Linked DNA regions of Xenopus laevis: region 1 is linked to region 2. The links are chromatin contacts, called in public Hi-C maps. All regions are on one chromosome and are shown on one strand. The core of a region is the stretch at or near the end of the contact, and the rest is flanking DNA. Distances in the headings are between cores, read along the strand shown.

Region 1 (4,873 bases), core at 505-3,004, 160 kb after region 2:
AAAGAGAGGGAAAGTTTATAACCACTTGCCAGATGTTAGGCCCCTCCAAGTGAATATAGTTACTTACCTAAAACCCCCGGGCTGGTGCTCCTATCAGCTGAAAACTGCACCAGCCTGGGGTTATTCGAGCAAGCACCACAGATCGCTTCTCTTCCAACTTCTGTTTTCAATTTTCCCAGGGTAGACGCAAGCGCAGTAGAATGAAAAAGCCAAATTTTTTGTTAAAGTTTAGCTTGTCACTCTAATGCACAGCCACGAGAAGCCAGAAGAGAAGCGCTCTGTGGTGCTTGTTGGTATAACTCCAGCCCAGTGCAGTTTTCTGCTGATAGGAGCACTGGCCTGTGGTTTTAGGTAAGTAAATACATTCACTTGGGGGTACCTGACATTTGGTGGCTAAGTGGTTAACGACTTTCCTTCTCCTATAAACTAGGGATGCACTGAATTGAGGATTTTACATTTTTCAGCAGGATTTCAAATTCAGCTCAATCCAAGTACCTGGCTGAACCGAATCCTAAAGATTATGCGAGGAAGGATGTCAAAATTTTTTACCCACGCGGTTCGCGTTCCCTCATTTACATATGCAAATTAGGGTTCGTATTTGGCCTAGGCACAGGCCTGGATTTGTGGAGAGGCTACCAAGACCTGGGCCTAGGGCGGCAGGATATTAGGGGGGCGGCATGCTACCCAACCACACCCACATTGGTTCAGAAACACTGGGGAAGCGCAGGAGATACAATAGTGTTTTATAATCTTCCTGTGCACCAATCCCCATTGCTTCGGTCCCGGTGAAAATTTGCCTGAATAAAAGGGAGGGGTGGGGGGATGAATGGCAGCAGACCTAGGGGTGGCCACTATGTAAATCCGACCCTATTTGGACGGTGCATCCCCAGTTTAAACAAATAATAAGCTGAAATGATAAAATATCCTCTTTAAAATGCCCAGTGAGATTGTTACGTTCTCACTAGAGGAAGCAAATACTCCTGAGAGACGGAACAGAATTGCTTTTATTCCTACGCTTTCACTTCTACTCTTATAAGAGCTCCAAAAAATATAAAACTGCCTTTTGAAAAATGCCTTGGTTTGTGTTTCCCTTGTGTTATATGTTGTGTATTTACTGTGCTCTAGTGTGAAGGTGCACCTGCCAGTTCCAGTTGTTAGGAACACATCTATCAAATAAATGGCTGCTGCAAATACCCAGGCCTTGATGTATAAAGCAATATCTTCATGTTCAACCTGTAGAACGAAAGCTCTTGCTTCCTTCTTTCCTTCTAAATAGCTACTGAATGTGACATGAACATTGAAGTGTTGGCAGTGCCATGGAACTGTGGGACTATATGGAGCAGCCTGTATGCTTGATATCCTATTGTATATATGAACGGTAAGACAAAGCAGCAGGTATGGAGGCTAAAAGAGAGCTGCCAATTACCCTGTTTCTGGCCCAGGAAGCTCATGCTATGATAGGCTTTCTGTGCAGCTGCCAAATGAGCCAGGGCGGCCAACATTAAAGACCAGGAGGCGCCGGCGCTCTTGTTGCCTTCCTTCTCCTTCTCCACATGGTCCTTGGCTTTGTCATATGAGAAGTTGCCGAGGTGGGAGAAGAAAGTCTGCAGCACGTTCTGCTCCGTGGTGACTTGTGCGGAAGTCGGAGGGATCATGACCGAGCTGGTCATCAGTAAAAGCTCCGCGTCCTCCTCTTCCTCCTCCTCCAAGAGTCCCGCCGCGGCAGCCGGAGCATCGCCTGGATCCTGGGGTACCACCATGCAGCTCTGAGAGGCCGTGAAGCGCCCGGCTATGGGCAGAGGAGGCCGGTCACCGGGGTGCTGCAAAGCGACTTCCTGACAGCTGCTCTCCGTGTTTACTGTTAGCACGAGGCACCGGAAACCTGCTAGTGGGCATGCGCAGGACTCATTTCACTTCAACCAGAGCCTCGTTGTACTGTATTAACCACTGGCTGCCGCTTACAATCTGATTCGGAACTGCCGGTGTACTAATGTCTTCCTGTGGTAAAGAGTCTCTTCCCCAGCAAGCACAGGGACAATCTCCTCACTCCCAAACACAAAACATGGAATTTTTGAATAAAGAAAAAGTGCACTGGCTGGGATTGAACCACGGACATACGTCTAGCTTGTGTCTGCAAATACGCTTGATATCCTACAGGTTACTCACAACCTCAGCCTGCAAACATGAGACAGGTAACACGTAAGGAGGTCGGTATTGTAGAAAAGAGACATCTCTATCTGTTAAAGGAACAGTAACACAAAAAAATGAAAGTGGTTTAAAGTAATGAAAATACTGCACTGGTAAAACTGATGTGCTTGCTTCAGAAACACTACTATAGTTGATATAAACAAGCTGCTGAGTAACAATGGTGGAAATTGAAAAAAGGCTATATGGCACAGGATAAATAATGGATAACAGATAAGTTATGTAGAACATAATGGTGTTATCTGTTATCTGCTGTGTAACCTGAGCCTTTTCTCCTTTGAATGGCTGCCCCTGGAGTACAGTTCCTACTTACAGGAAGACTATACCCCCCCCCTTTTTTTTTTTATATGAGCACATTCATTTGGCTTTATAAAAAAGAAAAAGATGCATTAACACCAAATAGTTGTATTTATTAAACATGCCACTTCTGCCATGAGACAGGGGGCACTTTACCTAGGGAAGCAAAAGCCAGCCATTGAAATTTTAATAGGAAAAAAAAAAACAATAAATGAATCTTTTACTGTGTAGAGCTTAATTGCACCTTCCACAATAGTAAATGCTGTCCCTTCTTTTCCAGAGACTGTTTGCACCATTGACCATGCCTCCTGTCCATCCTGACCCACATCTGCTTCCTTATAGACTGTAATGCAGGGAGCATCTGTCTCCTCACACATCAGACTGGCAGTACACAGATTCCCTAAAAAGCAGAGCGACTTCATTTTCCAGACTCAATCACATAAACATGGTACAAGATGAGGCAGGAGTTGAACGGTCTGTGGTCCAAGGCAAACTGTCATTTAGATAAAGGACACAATAGAAGCATGTTGACAGCATAAAATGAACCATTTGGTCCAGCTGGAGACTCGGGTCATATATTGTCTCCAAAGTACACACAATAAAAATAAAGTTCTGACAGAAAAAGCTTAGTATCGATAACAAATACTATCCTGTATAAAGGTGTTGGCACTTTATCTGGAGGTGTAAGACGTCTGGACCAAAGACGATTGTCTTTGGATTTTTTCTAATGCCCAATTGTTGTCACACCAGACAGTGCTTTAGCACTATGGCTCTTTGCTGAGTGTAAGCTAAACCTCATAACAGTAGGCTTTACCAGAGGGCACAAATACTTTACTCTTAAGCCATGACAGTTTATTTTGCACTCTTCTTTGATGTGTATACAGCTGACTTGAAGTGTGAAATGCTCGATACAGAACAATAGCACATTCTATGCAAATAGAAACTGATGAGGTTAGAAACGTAACCAAGGAAAAAAAAAATGAATGTATTAAACTTGTCCAGTGAACACAAGAGCTGCAATCCTGATTCTGCAGTAGTCTGAAAGACAGGAAAGCCAACTACTACTTCAAACTATACCTTAACCTTGAATTCCAATACAAAGTCATAATAGTGGCACTGCACTATTCTGGATCATTCACAAACTTTATAAAGCATTACCATTGTGCAAGTATCCTTGATCAGAATAATTGTAAATACATGTACGGTTCTTTCCCACATTATAATGTATTTTATTATATTTTTTAAAGTGGTTGTTCATCTTTAAAGTAACTTTTAGTATGATGTAGAGCTTGACTTTGCGTTTGGTTTTCATTTTCATATGTGTGTTATTTAGCAGCTCTCTGGTTGCTAGGGTCCACAAATTACCCTAGCAACTATGCACTGATGTGAATGAGACTGGAGTATGAATTGAAGAGGACATGAATAGAAAGATGAATAAAAAGTAGCAGCAACAATACATTTGTAGCTTTACACAGCATATTTTTCAAGGTGGGGTCCATGACCCTCATTTGAAAGCTGGAAAGAGTCAGAAGACAAATAATTTTAAAAACTATAACAAAGAAAACTGAAGGCCAATTGAAAAGTTGCTAAGAATTAGCCACTGTAACATACTAAAAGTTTACTTAATGGTGAACCACTCCTTTAACAATTTATAGACTACCGTCTGCTCTTGTTAAGAGATACTTGGGACATTACATTCTAAATATTATTCAGTAATTGTGACTGAATGTTTGTTTTTCATTTCAGAAAATTAGATTAGTTGGGAAACTCCTCACATCTAATTATTTTAAAGCAGTCTGTCCATAATAACCTCAGCATCATAATACTAAACAGACACCACCGTTTGGTTTACTACACCATCGTCAACATAAGAGAGGACAGGGTGTGCTACCATATTATTAATAGGAGGATTTATAATAGTTTAGTTCTGAGGACACTAAAGAATTGTAATAATCCAAAGCTTACATTTAAAATTCAGCGTAAATCTGTCAATGCTTAACTTCCTCTGGATACCACATCAATAGATTGGGCAAACAGTGGTCAGTGGAGCAACTTGATGGAATGGCCTACCCTGCAAAAAATCTCCGGGGGGGGGGGGATTTCCCTTCCTCCATAGTGAAGGGTTAACTTCAGGAGTATAGTATACAGCAGACCCTGCAATGATCCATTTCCCTCTTGCAGGATCAGCTGTATGCATAGTAGTTATACCACTGGGAGCAATGAATCCAACTGGGGCAAGTTTTGTTTTTTGCTCACCTTTCTTTTTTGCTCTCTTCCTATGTCCAGTATCTCCTTACTCATTTTCTTCCCTTCTTTCAGACATACAAATTTGCTTCCTTTTTTGTTCTGCATTCAATATGCTACACTCTAA
Region 2 (4,875 bases), core at 416-2,915:
TTATCCTGAATGGTAATTAAAGTTGAATTTGGAGAATGCTTTTTTGATGTAGGCAGCCTTCAAGTAACCGCTTATAAAAAGCTCTATACAGGGTTCTCCTTCACTTTATGACTTTTTGGCACACTCTAACTTACTTATCTGAATGATGCTAGGAGGCATTCCAAAGGAAACCTGCCTTCCACCGACTTCCCCTCATAAAGAAAGTACTGCCAAAGACAGGCAGCATTGGATATAGAGGAATCGCAGCTCTTTCCAGGCCTTTCTAGGCAACCCATAGGAAATGGTGCAAAGTGCAAAAAAAACAGGACCCCCACCTAATATTTTCATATAACTCTAAAGTTGTTAATTATGTAAGTGGGTCCTAACCAAAGGATTGATCAGAAAGAGAAGATTGAAACCCCGACATCTAAAAAAACACAGTTCTACTGGAATAGTGTGGCTAAGAGTACAAAGGAGCAAATGCAGAATGTTGGCACTTAATACTACAGTATGACAAAAGCCAAGGTTTTGCACCACATTTGCAGTGCTACATACAATACAACTATTAAGGGTTATGTTACAACAATTTATATTGAAAGGGGTGGTTTGCCCCTTAAGTTAACTGTTAATTAGATTAACCAATTTTAAGCAACTTTTCAAGTAATAATTATTTATTCATTTTAGTTTTTAAATGTTTTGCCTTCTTCTGCTGATTCTTTCTAACTTTTAAATGGGCGTCAGTAACTCCATCGAAAAACAAATGCTCTGTAAGGCTACAAATATATTGATATTGCTATTTATTTATTACTCAGTTTTCTATTCGGGCCTCTCCTATTTATATTCCAGTCTCTTATTTACATCAGTGCATGCTTGCTAGGGTAATTTGGACCCTAGAAAAAATGATAACTGGAAAGCTGCTGAATAAAAAGCTGAATAACTCAAAACCCACAAATAATAAAAAATGGAAACCAGTTGTAAACTGTGTCAGAATATCACTCTCTACTTCATACTAAAAGTTAACTCAAAAGTGAACAAGCCCTTTAAATTAACATTTGATTGGTAAAAAAACTGTAATATTAAATAATATTTGCTTAAACGTATCATGCCTTTTTGGAAAATTGTAGGTATTTGAAATCCATTTGCTATTTTTAGATTTTTTATAACAATGGTTGAACGGATATCTGAGATATTTCCAACCTGCTGTTCTGCAGAAGCTTTATTATTGGAAACCATAAGCTACATTCTATGCCACAATAAAGCTACACTCAACCATAGTTTTTCATTTTACTTGATTTGTGCAGAATTAGTCCAGTAGAACATGTCAAATACTTAGGTACAGGCTATTCTGCTCAGTCTGTTTTATAAGTTTTTAATAGCATCATATTTTTTACAATTGATTTACTTACCAACTTCAAGAAATTCATCATTCTCCAAGACATCTTCGATTGCATCATCAAGGTCGAGCAAGCCCAGGCCTTTACATCTCCGAACATAGAACTTTACATCCTCAACACAACCAAGTAATTCATTATTAGGCTTATTCTTAATGTAGCGTCTTAGTGCTTCTTTACCAAGCCATTTAATGGTTTCACAAGCATCTTTACATGGAACAGTTAACCACTCTCCTCGCACCTGCACAGTGTATCTTGGCATTGTCCCTGTAAATAATACCTCTACACTTGATCACAAGATTGTGTGCTAAGTAATAAACTGGTTTACAAATCAGTCTTAAGTAGTCTGGAAAGGTGGGATGGTAAAGCTCAGTTAGAACTGTAGATACGCCCTAATATAACACGTAGTCCCACCTTATTTGAATAAAAGAGTCCCACCTTATTTGAATAAAAATGGAATGTTTTGGAGCAAAGCATGTCCCCTTTCATATGATTCCTACTGTTTTAGAAAACAGCCCCAGTTACAAATAAGCTTGGATGCATACTAGCTCATCTGGTTTCAAAGGTCATATAGATGACATGGCCCTGGGGTTATAGAGGGAATACAAGAATTGAATTTTACTAGGGATTGTAAAAAATGTTTATGGTTTTAGAGGATTTGTGTGTTTATGATTTGGCCCACAGGCACTTGTGCTAATTTCCTATATGGTGTTGCCTGCTTCTGTGAGACTTGGGATGCAGCAGTGATATGCCAGAAGGTAGCTCCCAGGGCATCACAACTCATTTCGCTATTAGGCACCAGTCCATTTAAATGCTGTACAACATTGGCCAAAGATGATGATATGCATTTATAAAGAAGTTGTACAATTATCAATAGTGGGTGATCAAAAGGACACTAATAAAGTTAGGAAAAAAGGTGTATTTAAAAAATATTTGAAAACCAAGAAATGTTACTAGACAGCAGGGTAAAGCTGACACAACTCTTCCTTTTAGAAGTACTTTATAGCAAGGTGAATAAGACAATTTAATAAACAATTTAAAAAATCTTTGTGATATTAACGTGCCCTTCATACTGTTAGAAGAAGCATATGTGACCAGGTGCCCGTTAAGCTTGCCTGTAGGTAAAACCAAGGCATACATGCAGGAACTTGAATGTAATAAATATTGAAATTCATAAATTTCTATAGCATTAAATGTGGGACAGAGCTCCTAAAAAACTTTAAGCAACATACAGTATAAGTGTTTGACCATAATGGATTGTGGAGCAAAGGTTTTTGTTTAGATCTTGTACATCTAGACATAATCCAGAAAATCTTTGACTTTCTGAATTTTCTGTGTCCTGTACTTGTCTGGACTGAATTTAATACTGTATTTATTTGGTTTGAGGTATGGTGTGCATCACAATCTTAAAGGGGTTGTGCACCTTCAAGATAACTTTTAGTATGATGTAGAGAGTGATATTCTGAGACAATTTGCAATTGGTTTTCCTTTTTTATTATTGAAGGTTTTTGAGTTATTGAGCTTTTTATTCAGCGGCTCTTCCATTTGCATTTTAAGCAATCTGGTTACTAGGGTCCAAATTACCCTAAAAACCATGCATTGATTTGAATTAGAGACTGGAATATGAATAGGAGAGGCCTGAATAGAAGGATCAGTAATAAAAAGTAACAATAACAATACATTTGTAGCCTTACAGAGCATTTGCTTTTTAGAAGGGAGTCAGCGACGCCCATTTGAAAGCTGCAAAGAGTCAGAAGAAAAAGGCAAATTACTATAAAACTATAAAATATAAATAATGAAGACCAATTGAAAAGTTGCTTAGAATTGGCCGTTCTATAACATAATAAAAGTTACCTTAAAGGTGAACCACCACTTTAACATAGATGCAGGAATTTTCTCAGTATGATGAATTTATGCATTGATTTCTTGATTTAGAATTTTCACATTATGATGCATTTGTAAACTTATTTAGATAATGAATTTTGTATTTATTTATGATCAAATAAAAAGTTTAGTTGTGCAGAGAATGAAGTGTTAATTATTTAGGCAGTTATACACATTGAGCCAGGCTAGCTTGTCTGTAAGGACTTTCTGGTCATTAACAGGCACATTTTTATTCAAATGTGCTGGCACGCCAGTTAATTCAATTTTTAAAAAGGCAACTTGGTTCAGTGTCAAGATGAAAAAGGAAGCAATACACAATGAATTGTACAGGTACTTAGTGCATTATTTGATCTTGTAAGACAAAGATTAGGTACCACTTAAAGGAATGCTGTCATCAACATAGAAAATGATTGTATTTGCTTGAAAACAATGCACATTTATTATTAAATTAACTGCCATGCTGCTCTGAGACAGCCTTTCCTTTGCTGCCCTCCCTCACGCTTTTCTTTTTCATGCTCCTACAGGGGCAAGGAAGGGTCACATTACTAGTGCAGAGAACACAATTGTATTTATTTTTATCATTAAATGTTTATTGTAGCTTTTTTTTTCTTTGCAACGAGTAGTTCAGGTCTGTTAACATTATCAGTCAGGTACATAGTCACAACATGTTTTGTATCCAATATCTTGTCATGTAGCATTCTTTATTGTCAGTGTGTGTCATAGGATCCCCCTTTTATTTTTTTGTGAGGTATGCACTGCCCAACTGATGGGGAAGACGGGAAAGGCGGGTAGGGAAAGGTCATGGGGTAATTACAGAGGAGTGAATCCCATAAATCAGTTTGACTCTAGGTGAGCTTTCTCAAATTCCACCCAGGGGAACCATAGCAGTTTGTTATCCTATCCTTTGCCCTGTAGGTGTGCCCTTATAGTTTCCATTGTTCTGATCCATGAGGACCTGTTTGTTCGGTAGGGAAGTACTCTAACATTTAGCAGCAAATAGAGTTTTCCCTGCCGTCAATATATGTGCCGCTAGTATATTAGTCTCTGGGGCTTTCAATTTTTTAATAGGCAGGCCCAGTAAGAATGATAGGGGGTTGGGCTCTATGGAGTGTTTGAAGACAGTCTAAAGGGTATGGGATACCATTCCCCAAAACTCCCCAACCACCCTGCAAGTCAACCACATATGATAAAATGTGCCCCTCTTTCCACAGCGCTGCAGGGAGAGGGGTGTTGCTTGACTGGTAAGAAATCCTTGGGGAGGTGTAATACCACCTCAATATCAGTTTATATGCCTGTTCCATCACTATAGCACACACTGATGTTTTGCTGGCCTTGTCAAAACGATCTGCCACTTTTCTGGCGTGATTACCTCTTGTTAGTCTCCCTCCCACCTGGTCATGTAAAGTTGCACTAAGGTAGTGTTGTCCACTGCAAGACTGTTGTACAGTAGTGAGATTAAATCAGTATTTTGCTCTGAGGTGTTGCACAAAAGCTCAAAGTGTGTGGGGGCCGGCAGAAGAGTACCACTATGAAGGAGTGTCTGAGAGATAAAGTGGCGGATTTGCAGATACCTGAAAAACTGGCTATTCTGTATCTGGTTTCTGTGAGGTCTTGTAAAGGT

What was found. Hi-C and Micro-C count contacts between places; a contact is called where the count stands out from the background.
Region 1: a contact with region 2 is called in a Hi-C map of animal cap, with 7 times the contacts expected there. A contact is called at or near these places in 3 of 4 Hi-C or Micro-C datasets (the XL177 cell line, the XTC cell line and animal cap).

What each region holds. Positions count from the first base shown.
Region 1 is chr3L:64,196,787-64,201,659 of Xenopus_laevis_v10.1, forward strand. kics2.L (KICSTOR subunit 2 L homeolog) reads right to left here and starts at 1,755. Exons shown (of 3, transcript NM_001091566.1): 1 at 1,427-1,755. The coding sequence starts at 1,655.
Region 2 is chr3L:64,039,117-64,043,991 of Xenopus_laevis_v10.1, forward strand. hal.1.L (histidine ammonia-lyase, gene 1 L homeolog) reads right to left here and starts at 1,666. Exons shown (of 20, transcript NM_001093175.1): 1 at 1,386-1,666. The coding sequence starts at 1,632.